2 separate regions of the Mus musculus genome follow, and region 2 is linked to region 1. A link is a contact called in public HiCAR-type data. All regions are on one chromosome and are shown on one strand. Each heading gives the region's core, a stretch centred on a gene start, on an enhancer-like site or on the middle of the called end of the contact. The rest is flanking DNA. Distances are from core to core; before and after follow the strand shown.

Region 1 (2,700 bases), core at 112-2,611:
TTTTTATGGTCTTTTGAGTATTCTTTAGCTAGGTCAGCCCAGGGTGGGTTCTTGAGATGGGAATCATTCATTAGTAATGAGAAATGGAATACTTGGCCTTTTTCCGAGACAGGGTCTCTCTGTGTAGCCCTGGCTGTCCTGGAATTCACTCTGTAGACCAGGCTGGCCTTGAACTTAGAAATTTACCTGCCTCTGCCTCCCAAGTACTGGGACTAAAGGTGTGTGCCACCACAGCTGGCTATACTTGGTTATTGTGGTGGCTGGTTTTCAGTTTTTAGCTAACTACTTCCAGATAGACACGCCCATCTGATCAATGTTAGAGTGCTAGATTGTCTTTTCAAACGTGATTTTGGGAGGAAAGTTGATTTTTCTGAAGGTCACCTGATCAGGATTGTCAAGGACAAAAAGCCCTTACCAAATCAATAAAGTAGCTTCATTTTTTCTCAAATGAATTCAAAGTTTTTCATTTTACATTTTGAGACCTCCTGCTGGCTGTCATTTAGTGGCTTTCTATATTCTATAATATATTTCTATATTCTCAGAATAGGGTCTAGGCTATTAAATGGTTAAAACACTCAATTTGGTCTGGCTTCCTTTTTAACTCTACAGTGTCACCTGCTAGTCCGTCTCCCGGCCAACTGTGTTCAACCAGTCAAACATAACTTTTTTTTTTTTTTAACTATGATTTTATGAACATTGTTCCTTCTGCCTTTTTAATCCTTTTTACCTAACTAAAACGAGCTCCCCTCCCCCAACTAGCTTTCAGCTCAGGCTAACTTCAGGGAATCTATGTCTCCCTTCCCCAGCTTCGTAGGGCTTCCCCTTGTGTATGCTTCATTCATAGTATCCCGAATTCCTTCACTCACGGTGGGTACACACCCCATTCTATTCGAGTTGCCTCTTCTGCTGTGTGCATTTGTCATCTGACAGCAGGCAGGCCACTTCCAGTTCATCCATACACCTAGTTGCTCTCACAGTGCTATGGAACAAGACAGGCGTTCAATGTTACTTCTTGAAAATAGGATATATAAACACCTGGAGATATGTTGAGTGGTTGAGAGAACAGGAGACAGCCATGTCAGGAGATGGTGCAGTTACAGCGTCCTGAGCCTCTGGAATACGCAGGACTCGTCTCACCCCTCAGTTAGTGACAGTTATGCTTCAAGCAAGAATGGCGAAGACGCTCAGGGCCGTCCGTGTTGGGCCGTCCGAGTACTGAAAAGAAAACGAGCCTTTGGAGGCGCACAAAGGTGAAGGGGCAAGGCCAAGAGCTCCATTTTACTTCCCCGCTCGAAGCTCCCGAGCAGTAGCTCCAAATGTTTATCCTGGTAACAAGCTGTTGATGCGTCATCACTTAGTGCCGGGTGGAGTGGGGAGGGGAGGGAGACGAGGCCCACGCGAAGGAAGTGACGTAAGAAATGTGCGCCCCGGAGAGCGCCGGCAGGTAAGCCGGAGGAGACCATGCTTCCCCGGCGCCTCCTGTTGGTCGGGGAGGGGAATTTCTCCTTCGCCGCTTCTCTGATCGACGGCCTGGATCCCAGCGTCAGTGTTACCGCTACCGGCTTCCAGCACCGGGCGGCTCTGGAGGGAGATCCGGTAGCGCTAGAGAACCTAAAGCGCCTGCGCGAACGAGGTAGCAAGTCCCAGCCCGCCCCGAGGGCCCGCCCGGAGCGTAAGGGTGTGGCTCGCGCGGGGAACTCGAGGGCGCCTCCTGGGGGCGCTCAGGCGGATGCGCGTGTGTGCTCAGGTCTGGGCTGGGCTGCATTGTTGGCAACCCAACCATGCATTGAGTGGTGGTGTTTGTCCAGGTTTACAGATCTTAAGACGTCTTTTGGTCTCTATTTCACGCCTTTAAACCTTGCCAGGTGTCGAAGTGCGTTTTGGTGTGGACTGTACCCAGCTGTCACATGCCTTGCCAGCCGACGATAGGGATTTTGATCGAATTTATTTCAACTTCCCGCACTGTGGACGAAAAGCTGGAGTAGCTAAGAACAGGGAACTGCTTGCCAAGTTTTTCCAGAGGTGAGGCAAGACGAGTCCTGGCATAGAAAATGTTTCCAGGTTCCCATAACCAAATCACTGCACACAAACTTTGTCGTTGGGGAAATAAGTTGCTAGAATACACGAGGAAAGAAGATAAAACCCAGAGAAAACCATAATCTTGTCTTAAAGATTTACGTATAACCCTAGATGTTAAAGTATAAATTACAAGGAAAAGGCAAGTTTATTTTTCAAAAATTAGTGTGTGTATGAGTGTGGCGGTCAGAGAACAACTTACAGAAGCGGGTCCTCCTTCCATCGTGTATCCAGGAGATAGAACTTTGGCTACTAGGCTTGGTGGCAAGCACCATTACCCAAATTGTGTGTGTGTGTGTGTGTGTGTTTTTAAATATGGATATGGGTGTTTTGTCGGCATGCATGTCTGTGCAACAGTTGTGTGCCTCCTTAGAGGACATTGGTTCCCCTGGGACTAGAGTACTGATTGGTGTCGCCATCATATGGGTACTGAAAATTGAACTTTTGAACAGCTAGTGCTCTTAACTGCTGAATCTTTCAGCCCACCTCAAAAAGGTTTTAAAAAATGCAAATCGTAAGAGTCAGTATAGCTTGATGACGACAAGATTGGATTTAAGAGTCACATGGCCTAGGTTCAAATCCTAGCTCGCTGCTTACCAGTTAAAACTGTCGTCAGGTGTAGCC
Region 2 (2,700 bases), core at 169-2,668, 2.6 Mb after region 1:
CAGTTCCTAATGATGCGTCTAAAGAGCGCTGTCTATAACGTCCAGGGGCTAACCTGAGACCCCAGCGCTGTAGAGTGCATATGGGCATCTGCCGATTTCTTCCTGCTGGCCTCTATACTCGCCTATGATTGGTAATTGGGTTGGTGACCTGGGCCGGAGCTCAAAATGCTCAGGAGCCCAATTAAAGCCTGGGGCCTGGTTCTGATAAGCTCTGGGTTGAGATCTACCAGGAAGATCTCTGCCCATTCTGCAGGATGAATTCTTCCAGATTTCTCATCCTGGGAAGAATAATTAGTTCCTAAAACTCAGATAAAAAGAAAAAATAATTAGCAAGAGTGAACAAACGGGGGCTGTGGGGCTGTTCTTCCCGGCTCTTGATGCTCAGGAGTGGGGTGCCCAGGGCATAGTGGGCAGGGAAGGATAGGTGCCCAACTCTACTGAGACGCTTGCCCAGACCCTGCCTTCTGCTGCCCAAGTGCCCTACACAGGAAACACCGAAAGATAAGGGACTTCAGGGTAGTAGGCTGCCAATCACAAATATACGGAACAGGTGGGCCGGTGTGTGAACAAAGACTAGGGGAATTCCTCACAGGGAAGCTATTCCTCTTGTTCCACTGTGGCACTGGAAACCAAACCCTGATGTGCATTTATAATAAGCCATGTTTCCAACCCTTTTCTGTCTGGGTGTAGTGCACACCTTTGATCCCAATACCTGGGACACAGAGGCAGGTGGATGACAGTGAGTTAAAGATCAGCCAGTCTATATACATATATAGAGAGTTCCAAGGCAGTAGGAGATACATAGGGAAAACCCCAACTCAACCAGTTTTCTCCACAAGGCAAGGTGGCTTGGCTTACACACCTTTAATTTCCCTCTACTGGAGGAGGCTGGGGTGGAAGGATTGTCATCAGTTCAAAACCAGCCTGAGATACAGAGGGAGACTTCCTTCTCAAAAGGAGAAACAATAAAATATAGAAGAAGAAAAGGGGGAGGAGGAGGAGGAGGAGGAGGAGGAGGAGGAGGAGGAGGAGAAGGAGAAGGAGAAGGAGAAGGAGAAGGAGAAGGAGAAGGAGAAGGAGAAGGAGAAGGAGAAGGAGAAGGAGAAGGAGAAGGAGAAGGAGAAGGAGAAGGAGAAGGAGAAGGAGAAGGAGAAGGAGAAGAAGAAGAAGAAGAAGAAGAAGAAGAAGAAGAAGAAGAAGAAGAAGAAGAAGAAAAGAAGGAAGAACAAGAAAAGGAAGAACAAGAAGAAGAAAAAGAAAAGAGGTAACAATTTTAAAACAAGCACACCCTGCCTTTCTCCAGACTGGCAAACTCAGGCAACTAGTGTAGGGATGACTAGGAGCGTAAGGCCTGGGCGCGGTACACGAGCCAGTCGGGGTCCGGGCGCGCGCCCGGCCCGCCCGGGGCGGCTCTAGCCAGAGGCCCGCCCTCGGGTGTCCCCTCGGCCCGGCGCTCCAGCTCCTCCCTGGCCAGCGGAGCTGAGAGCCGGCGACCATGCAGGCCCTGCCGCTGGGGCTGCAGCTCGCCCTGCTGGTGGCGGCGGGGGCCGGGGCGCGCGTGAGCGCACCGCGGAGCCTGGCGTGGGGCCCTGGGTTGCAGGCCGCCGCCGTCCTGCCCGTGCGCTACTTCTTCCTGCAGTCGGTGGACTCGGACGGCCGGAACTTCACTAGCTCGCCGCCAGGTCAGCGCCCGTTGCCGTCCCCGCGCGTCCCTGTCCCCACACGTGGCCATCTCCCCACTGCGGGTGTCGTCTTCTCTCCCCTCCCATCGGCGTCCCTTCCCTCCTCCCTGACACCCACGGGGGCGGGAGGTGCCACTCAGGACCGTTGGGTGACTAACTCCAAAGGCTGGGCCACAGGTCCCGCCCGGTGACAGATGTAAGGGTAAGTAGAGTAAACGGCGCCTGTGGGGTCCCACGGAGCGCAGTGGTGCCATCACGTGATGCAGATGGCCCTTCCTGGCCTGCAGGGCGCGCCTTCCTCCCTCCCTCAGCAGCCCACTCTTCTTAGGCCCGCAGTGCAGACCACGCGAAGCAGGGAAACTTCCTAGAACCGGAGAAGGGAGGCGCTTGTCTTGAATCTCAGCAGGGCCCTCCTCCCACATCTGATTGCTTCTCTGGACTTGTCCAGCTGGTTTCAACTTGTTGCCAGTCAGGATTTGCTAATTTGTGTCTAAATGTAAGGCTGCTCCCATCTGGCGTCCTGTTTTGCCTGCAAAGAGGCAGAGAACTCCTTGGCGTCCTCCACCGAGCAAACGGGAATTTCACGTACTTAGAAGTCACGTGTATATGGTAATCCTGGAGTAAAAAAGAGGATGGCAATGTCTGCCTATCGAAAACTTAAGACTCTGCTGAGAAAATAGATAATAAGCAACCTGCCTATCAGGGCAAAGCACAGTTGCTGCAATTGGATTTCTGCAGCCTGGTGTAAACATTAAAGAACTGCCAATAGGTCCAAGGGAGTCTGGGAAGCTTCAGGAGTGCGGGTTTGGAGGCTGAGAGGGGTTTCTAGACTGGCTTGCAGCCGCGCAAAAGCAGAGAGCGCGAGGATCAAGTGTTGAGAACAGGAGTCTGTGGAACATGGTTCAGATTCAAACCGTGTTATGGTGTATCTGCAGTTCTGTAATAAATAAATGAACCCAGATAAGCACTCATGTGGTTACAGCAGGAGAGTAAGGATCCCCCCCCCCCATTTTAAAAA

What was found. HiCAR-type assays count read pairs that join an accessible place to other places.
Region 2: a contact with region 1 is called in a HiCAR-type map of astrocytes, with 5 times the contacts expected there. The contact joins the promoter of Poglut3 here to the promoter of 1110032A03Rik in region 1. A contact is called at or near these places in 3 of 39 promoter capture datasets (embryonic stem cells, hippocampal neurons and liver) and 1 of 115 datasets of contacts at active chromatin or transcription factors (astrocytes).

Annotation. Positions count from the first base shown.
Region 1 is chr9:50,766,823-50,769,522 of GRCm38.p6, forward strand. It overlaps 1110032A03Rik (RIKEN cDNA 1110032A03 gene), which reads right to left and starts at 1,362. Exons shown (of 4, transcript NM_023483.4): 1 at 1,036-1,362. The coding sequence starts at 1,077. It overlaps Fdxacb1 (ferredoxin-fold anticodon binding domain containing 1), which reads left to right and starts at 1,416. Exons shown (of 5, transcript NM_198675.2): 1 at 1,416-1,633; 2 at 1,866-2,022. The coding sequence starts at 1,462.
Region 2 is chr9:53,382,605-53,385,304 of GRCm38.p6, forward strand. It overlaps Poglut3 (protein O-glucosyltransferase 3), which reads left to right and starts at 1,419. Exons shown (of 8, transcript NM_212445.2): 1 at 1,419-1,682. The coding sequence starts at 1,496.